Linked DNA regions of Zea mays: region 2 is linked to region 1. The links are chromatin contacts, called in public Hi-C maps. All regions are on one chromosome and are shown on one strand. The core of a region is the stretch at or near the end of the contact, and the rest is flanking DNA. Distances in the headings are between cores, read along the strand shown. Region 1 holds the start of LOC103635738 (E3 ubiquitin-protein ligase KEG). Region 2 holds the start of LOC100272776.

Region 1 (4,564 bases), core at 1,275-3,774:
AAGAGCTTTTTATATGCCATGTGCTTGGCACAGTCTTAATCTTACTCTTTGTAATATGGAAAAATCTTGTAGTAAAGTTGTTTCATTCTTTGGAATTGTGCAAATAATATATACATTGTTTTCAGGTTCTACAAAAAGATGGAAAGTTTTACTTGATCATGTGCCAAGTTTAACTGTGAAATCATTGTGCAACACTCGTTGGGAAAGTCGTATCAAAAGTGTGGCAACAATTAGATATCAAGCTCCTCATATAAGGGCGGCTTTGTTTGAGTTACATCATGCTTATGATACTGATCCCATGGCAAAGAGTGATGCAAAGAGTTTGTATGACTTGATTGGTACCTTTGAATTCATTCTTGGTATGGTTATATGGCATGATATTTTATATGCTGTAAATGTTGTGAGCAAGAAGTTGCAATCATCATCAATGTGTCTTCACTCTACCTTAGAGCAAATAGATGGTATAATGAGTTACTTTGACAAGTATAGAAATGAAGGGTTTGCTTCTAGTATGGTGGTTGCCAAGGATATTGCTTCTGTAATGGGTGTAGAGGCATCATTTCCAGTAAAGCGTCGTGCTCTAAGGAAAAAGCATTATGATGAAAATGATTGCAACAATGAGGCAAATCTACAAGGTGAGAAAGATTTTGAAGTAAATTACTTTTTAATTATGCTTGATATGGCAAGCAATTCATTAAAAAATAGATTTGAAGACCTCCAAGTATTCAATGGTATATTTGTGCCTCTTCTTAACTCATCATCATTGAAATCATTGGATCACATTAAACTCAAGGATTATTGTACCATGTTGGCAAAATCTTTCTCTGTCGATGATTCATTTGATTTTGAGGAAAATAATCTGACATCAGAGTTAAGAATACTGCAAATGACACTGCCAGATAGATCAATGTCTGATATGGAAATTTTTGAGTTTGTTAGGAGAATGGATTGCTATCCCAATATATTTGTTGCTTATCAGATATTATTTACTATACCAATAACTGTGGCATCAGTTGAAAGGGGCTTCTCAAAGCTTAAGTTATTGAAGAATTATTTAAGGTCTACAATGTCTCAATAAAGGTTAAACGGGCTAGCAACTTTATGCATTGAGAAGAAATTATTAGATGGTGTCAATATTGAAGCCATCATTGATGATTTTGCATCTAGAAATGTTAGAAGACATTTTTAAGTTGATCTCTTCAATATATTTGAGGTAATAATCTTACTTCTATTTTTTACTGTTCAAGTCTTTCTGTGGTACATTAAGTATAATTAGTTGATATATATATAATAGTAAAAACAATTTTATGGTGTTGGGGCCTCTGTTTATAATCTTGTCCTGGGCCCCTCAAAAGTCAGGAACGACCCTAGGTTCTTCGTCTCCACGAGCAGAGATCTAGGGCCGGCGGCGGCCATGCGCGGAGCGAGGAGGCGATGCGCTGCGGGGTGTGCGCAGGCGCAGGAGAAAATGCGTAGAGGAGAAACAAACGAAAAGGCAACCACAAGACACATACGTCCCATTTAAGGCTAACGCAAGAATCGGATGACAAAAAATTATCATGGTTAACTGTTTTCTTAATTAAACATATATAATGACAAAATTGTTAATTTTTTTTAAAATGTTTAGTAGATTTTTATGTTATGTATGAAAATTAAATTTGACAATATATGCAAAATGGAGAACAAAAGATGTAGTTTATGAATTCTGTTATCGCTGTAGATATAGAAGACTGAATTTAGAAAACGTTGCTGGATATACAAAAGATTTAGATGATGAACTCTTTAAGAGAATGCTGTAAAGGATAAAGTATATATATTCTTTTAGAGGATGCAATTTAGAGGATGTTGTTGGAGACGGTCTAATACTGAACGCCTCTGTCGCCCTATAAATGTGGAGGGCGCCCTCACTTTTGCTATGTGTCAAGGTCCATCCGCTCGCGCTTGTCAACTTTTGCAGCAAGCCTACGTGGACGCTCTCTTCTCATTTATTGCTCTTTTTTAATTCTAAAATAAAGTACTGCTCTTGCCGGTTTGAAAAACAATATTTTGTAGTGGGTCAATATTTTTCAGCGACTCTATTTTAACTCATTATTAGATCTACGATTTTGTCCAATACTGAATAAAAATGTATAAAATAAAGCCTGGTAGCATTTTTTTAAAAAAAAGATTAGTAATATAGGTTACCAAACGCAATTAATTTAATTAGTCCGTAATTCAATTTTGGCACACACACCAACTATTGTTGTATGCGTGTACGACATGAAAAATATAATACTAATGTCTGGTCATTTTTTGGTTAAATATGAACTATGCATAATTTTCTAAAAAATGAATACTGTTGATATAGAGAATTATTGATATAGAGAATGAAATTTAGAGTATGTTGCTGGAGATGAACAAGATATATAATATATAATTTTTTAGAGGATAATATAAAAGATAAAGAATATTTTTTTTTATAGAATGAGCAGATTTTTTTTCCGTCACAAAGCGGCAGTCGACAACGCTACCTCCATGGTCCATGCCGATGATGAGCTCATGAGAACCGTCACACGTCACCCGCGCTGCCAAAACACGCGCTCGTCGCAATTTGCAAGCGCAGGAACCAGGAGAAAGGTCGGCGGAGCGAGCAGGAAGGGCAACGCAGCGCTGCGTGTTGCTTGTCGTCCTTCCTTCCCCAGCCTCCCACCGCATCACCACCAACCCTCTACCTCTCACTTTCTGAAATTCCCACGTTGCTCTCCCGTCTTCCCTCCTCCCCTCCCCAAACCCCCACCCCAACGCCCAGATCTACCCTCCCCATTTACAGCTTTCTCTCCGGCCCTGCGCCCCAGGGCACCGCGCCGCCCGAAACCGTCGGCGCCGGCGCGATGCGCGTGCCATGCTGCTCGTTATGCAACGTCAGATATGACGAGGAGGAGCGGACGCCGCTGCTCCTCCACTGCGGCCATGGATTCTGCCGCGCGTGCCTCTCCCGCATGCTAGCGGCAGCCCCCGGAGCCACGCTGCCGTGCCCGCGATGTCGCCATCCGACCGCCGTAGGCAACTCAGTCTCTGCGCTGCGGAAGAACTTCCCCATTCTATCGCTCCTCTCCGCATCCCCCTCATCCCCGTCTTTCCTCCACTCCGACTCGGGGTCATCCTCCGACGGCTCCGAAGATGAGGATGACTTCTTCGCACGGCCCACTCGCCGCCCCGCGCCCGCGCCCGCCGCCGCGTCGCCCGGATGCAGCTCCTTCGACCTCGCCTCGCACCCGGACCTCAAGCTCGCCCGTCGCATCGGGAGCGGCCCGCCTGGGCCCGCCGGGCAGGACGTGTGGGTCGGCACGCTGTCTCGTGGCGGCGGCGGGGTCAAGCGGTGCAAGCACCAGGTGGCAGTGAAGAGGGTGCCCCAAACCGCGGGGGATGGGCTCGAGGTTGTTCAAGAGGAGGTGGAGCGGCTGAGGCGTGCCTCCACATGGTGTCGGAACGTGTGCACCTTCCATGGTGCTGTGAGGGTCGGCGGCCACCTCTGTTTCGTGATGGATCATTATGTCGGGTCTGTGCAGGCGGAGATGCGGCAGAATGGTGGACGCCTCACGCTGGAGCAGATTCTCAGGTGTGGCATTGCATCAAAATGTCGGTACTTAGTAATATTGTGCGGCTATTCTTTCTGCTGCTGTCTTACCAATAATCGCTGCAAACATATTACATTGCAACATAGCTGCTCTCTTTTATTATTACTCAGTAGTCAGCAAGAAGCATGCCTAGCTAGAACCTTCACTAAATGTGGCAAATTGTGTACGTGTAGTGTATGATAGCTTGCTTTGTGACATGTAAAGTGGTTGCCTTGTTAATGGCGTTATGCAGTTTGAACTTTGATTTCATTGGTTCTGCTAGCTGCTTTGTTTGTTTATCTTATATTGTTGTAAGGAAGGTAAACTTGCTCACAATTAATGGCCATCATATCGCTAGCCATTTCCGCGCAATTTCGTAATATTTTGTGAGTAGCATAACTTTGGCTTGCAATTTGCTTGCTGAGTCAATTACCATCAAGTTACCAAGCTGTGGAGCTTCATCTTTTATCTATTATCAGCTCACAGAGCGACTAACACTTATATATGCTGAAATCATTAAAGTTCCTATGACATCCATTTGTGTGAATAATATTTCTATGAAAATTAATATCACTGCAAGAAATTTATTAAGTGCTGTGGTTTTCCCAGCAGTATTAGGCACTGGCACATTTAACATTTCTCTGCAAGACCCACGTGGTATTTAGAATGGAAATTCAGAGCAATATTCGCACCAGGTTGATAGTTTGTTTCTGTCTACAACGAGATAATCATTATCAGCTCTAACTTTGGCTCAAAGGTTCTTGCTATATTTCTTTGCAAAGGAGTCTGTTTCTGTATTTTGACTGTTGTTGGATTTGGATATATCAAAGGCGATTCAGTTAGCAGGTCAAGTAGATTGCTTGTTTTAGCTGGAACCAAATCAACAACAGTTCATATTCCAAGATTTTCTATACAGCTAACTGTTTATCTGTACATCATACTATTATAGTTTAGTTCATTACCTTCCA
Region 2 (4,564 bases), core at 976-3,475, 330 kb before region 1:
CGATTGACTGGGAGGAGATGTTTCCTAATGCTCCATTGCAATTTGCAGCATCAGAGGATTTTGTCATTGCCCTTTTGCGTTGGGTCTCAAGAATAACAAGGTTACTAAAAGGCGTTTTCGTTTTGAGTCCTTTTGGACAAAGATTGAGGGCTTTCATGAAGTTGTGCAGATTGCATGGAGTTCGATACCTGCCAGCCATTGCCCCTATCTAACCCTTGACTTGAAATTCAAGGCGACAGGTAAGGCTTTCAGAGATGGAATGACAAGAAGGTGGGACATATTAATTCCCAGTTGGAGCTTGCTAGAGAAGTGCTTCACCAGCTTCAGATTGCCCAGGAGGGATGTCTCCTTTCTACAGCCGAGAGGTGGCTGTTGATCAGACTGAAAAAGCATTTGCTGGCTTTAGCTTCACTCAAGCGCACTATTGCCCGCCTTAGATCAAGGATTTCATGGCTAAAAGAGGGAGATGCAAACAGTAAGTTGTTTCATTCATTTGCACGTTACAGGAAGAGGAAAAATACAGTTTCTAAGATCATTGTGGGGAACCAAGTTTTGAACCTTCTAAGAGGATTTGGAAAACTTGGGCACCGCCAAAATGTCGTTTCTTCATGTGGTTGGCTGCCCTTAAGAAATGTTGGACGGCTAATAAGCTTGAAAAGCGTGGGCCTGATCACCCAAAAAGATGTCCTTTCTTTGACCAGGAAGGGGAGTCAATTGACCATCTACTTGTGGCTTGTGTCTTCTCTAGACAATGTTGGTTCCTCATGCTTAGAAAATTTACGCTCCAAGGTTGGGCACCACAACCAAACAATCAAAGTTTCATGGATTGGTGGAAAGATGTCAGTGAAACTGTTGCTGGTCCTATCACTGAAGGTCTCAATTCCCTGATTATTTTGGGAGCATGGGTGTTGTGGAATCATAGAAATAGATGTGTTTTTGACAGCCAATCTCCTAGTATAAATGCAGTTTTATCTCATGTTGGAGAGGAGCGTCGGATGTGGGAATGTTCTGGAGCCAAGAGGCTGAGCTTCTTTGCAGCTGCCCCTACCCCTGCCACACCCTAAGGTGGTTTATAGTATTAGTTTGATAGATGGATCAATTTATGTATTATGTACGTTAGATCTTGGCCGCCGTAAGGCGGTTCTCTGTATCTCGGTCTATGTAGGGCCTGTACTTTCTTATTATTACTAGTCTATGTAAGGCCTGTACTTTCTTATTATTACTAATATAATGATACGCAGCTCTCCTTCATGTTAGAGAAAAAAATGCGAGCAAAAGCTATGTATAGAAAAGCCAAACATTCTCATAATTTGGAATGGAGGGAGTACAAAATATGAGTGAGCATTAAGAACAGCTGGAAAACTAAACTGTGGCGATCCTATCATGGCCACATATACTTCACTGAGAAGTGAGAAAAGAATAAACGGTGATAACACAACATAAAAGTTAAGACCAGTAAGAACACACCCCACATCTGTTGTCACCCTTACACACCTGGAATACACAAGTCAACCAAAAAAATCAATCCCAGTATCGAACAGAACATTCACATTGTAGTGTCTACAGTGACAGTTCAATCAACGCGCAGCTGAACAAAGCAACACCAAATCACCAAATTTATTCTCATCAGAGCGGATAGCAGTAGAACTACCACAGTCAGAGTCAATCCAGAGCGAAGCTCCAACCACTCAATGACCCCAATTCACAGAGCTACGCCGTGCAAAACCCTCTAACCCCGAAAGCTAAACCCCGCAAGCATCTGTCTACGGTCGAAGCTGGATTGATCGGACTAGCCAAGCTCTAACTCTCGAGTGGTGGCCGCCCGCAGATCAGGAAGGGAGGGTTTAGGTCTTTAGGAGATCGGTGTGGTAAGGGGACCTTGGTGTCGATGGCCTTGAAGACGACTCCATACGTGCCCTCGCCGAGGACCTCGCCCTTCTGGTAGCGATCCGCCAGGAGCTTCCCTCCTGCATCGTCGTCCCCGCTGCCGCTGTTGCCGGCGCTCGCCATGGGGGCGGGTCCCCAAGCACCTCCGCCTCAACCCGAGAGGGCGGCGGCGCGTCCGAGTGGAGCGGCGCACGCTGGGTCCAGCGGGTCGGCCCGGGCGTAGGCGGAGGCGACGGCGCGGGAGAAGGGAGCGGACGGCAGCACGCCTGGGCGAGGCGGATCGGGTGCGGTGGGCGGCGCGAGCTTTGTCCGGACTTTTGCAGCACTGCCGTTCGGCGTCCGGTTCCGGGGATGAAATGATTTTGGTTTGCGTTCACGTTATTGATTCCGGCTCTCTCTCTAGGTCGATTTTTCTGTTCGCGTGTCTACGAGTAGAGTTTCGACCGTTTGACGACGTGTGGGCAGGAGTTTACTATTTTCTCTTCACTTATCTATTTATTAGATATATACTCGTGCGTTGACACGAGAGTTAAAAATCTGTATAAAACATAATATATAACGACAACGGTCACTATGATATGTAAAATCCGTATAGCAAAATATTACCTTACACTAATTTATACTCTAAGTATAGACTGAATGCTTTGGTATCTATTCACAGTCGAAGATTTCACTGGAAAACTTGATTAATCATTCACTGTCAAAATGCAACTGAGAACACAACAAAGAACCCAATTTAGAAGGACGAGAAAGAACCAAATGCACACGGTTCAGCTCATCCTTCCGAATTGAACATCCATCAAAGCTAGCATAACATGGATATATGCATTGATAAGTAGGTTAAAATAACTCAAACAATCTGGGAGATAAATAATGTACTCCTGTGAGTAGCTAACACGACATTTGGTATTAGTTTCATATCCTTACTTTTCACATATGAGCATTCATATCTGCTAGTTATAAGCAACATGTTGTAAAAGTGTTGTGGAAATGATTGAGTAAATTTGACGGTAGTTGATAGTTAGTCATCATTTTCTATATATTGTGCACAAAGAGAAGTATGCCTAAGAATCTGGGTATATCTATTAAAAAACTTGACTAACATAGAAGGGTTTTTAATTAAGAACACATCCAAAAATTTGTCTCGACAATGACTTGGACTTGAGGGGTCGGGTCTGGGCGTACATGCATACTGTCGACCAACTAAGCTACACTCAGCTTCTTCAAATTTTTATTTTAATTAAAAATACATGCAAAAATTTGCCTCGACAAGAACGCATGCAGCATGAGCGGAGGGAGCCACAGGGCCTATCTTGGGCGACTTGCATGCAGCATGAGTGGATGAGGAGGGCACCCGTAGCTTGCATAGTTGCATGCTTGCATGCAGCGTAAGTGGGAGAGCAGGTACATGCTCCGTGTGATAAGGTGAGCGGGGGCACGTCTTGGTCTACGTTACCTTCTTAATAGTTAGTAGAGACTAGGTGAGTGCCCGTACGATGTGACGGGAGTAAATTTTTTTGTATAAAACATATATGTTACATTGCAAGAAAGGGATAAAATCAATCTGCATGAGATCCATCTTTATTGAAGAAAAGGTAGTTCATCCAAGGCGCCCAACAGCATGAATGGCTCTGTTATTGTGAATATCATATATACATAGTGTCAACATAAGGCAATTTGGAATGATAACATAGACCATTAAATTGGTTTCACAAAAATAAGGGTATATAAGAAAATAAATGTTGTTATAAGTGTTAATTGCATCTCGAAGAAACTGTTGGACTAATATCTATCTGGATATATAAAAAAGTACTCACTCCGTTTCGTTTTAGTTGTCGCTGGATAGTGCAAAATTGAACTATTCAGCGACAAATAAAAAGAAACGGAGGGAGTACTAATTAACTATCAGTTATGTAACACCTTAGTTGTAACCCGTGAAACCCATTTTAGATATACACACCAGAGCCGTGTAATTATTATGCTGGTTGGACTCTAAAACAAGGCACCAGGAAATCTTGCAAAAGACCACATGCAAAACGACAAAAGTATGATGAGCATACTTGTAGCTCTTCAGAGATTGATCTGATAACAGCTCGTTAACTAATTGTATCCGTACCGTCCTTCATTGAGGAAACAGACATCCCAAAGGTGTAAGATATAGAGCCATATGGCCAGTATAAACTCTTTTACCTCCTATATTTTGTTCTTCATAATATGTTGTGAAGAACACTGCAGTCATCAGGTTTATGGAATTTCACAAGTCAGGACAACCTACATTTCCTAAGTGGCTATTCAAACATAATAATATAAATGGTCATGCCATATCGTGTATGGTCAACAGCTGATTACATACATCTGGTAGTGCAATCATGGATATTGATGAACTTTGAGATGGTTCCTAACATAAACATTCACAGTCAACTCTTTCTCCAGAAACCAAGCTCCTTTATCCTCATCATATGTCAAGGAATTCTCTGATAGGATAAATAGCAACTGGTTAGAGACTTATGTGTGGGATTATATCTAATAAAAATATGTAACAGGTTGTGGGTGAGCGGCAACCATACTTGTAAACTTGATTTTGGCATACATCTATCTAAAGCAGATTGAGACACAAGTTGTGCAACCCGGGAGCAGATAGTACTACATACACATCGTTTTTCCATAAATAAATGAT

The links. A called contact is a pair of places that touch in the nucleus more often than the background predicts.
Region 2: a contact with region 1 is called in a Hi-C map of tassel, with 4 times the contacts expected there. The contact joins the promoter of LOC100272776 here to the promoter of LOC103635738 in region 1. A contact is called at or near these places in 19 of 25 Hi-C or Micro-C datasets (bundle sheath, ear, endosperm and 6 more) and 1 of 3 datasets of contacts at active chromatin or transcription factors (leaf).

The regions. Positions count from the first base shown.
Region 1 is chr8:116,635,255-116,639,818 of Zm-B73-REFERENCE-NAM-5.0, reverse strand. LOC103635738 (E3 ubiquitin-protein ligase KEG) reads left to right here and starts at 2,524. Exons shown (of 15, transcript XM_008658118.3): 1 at 2,524-3,598. The coding sequence starts at 2,871.
Region 2 is chr8:116,963,189-116,967,752 of Zm-B73-REFERENCE-NAM-5.0, reverse strand. LOC100272776 reads right to left here and starts at 2,225. Exons shown (of 7, transcript NM_001147229.1): 1 at 1,879-2,225. The coding sequence starts at 2,010.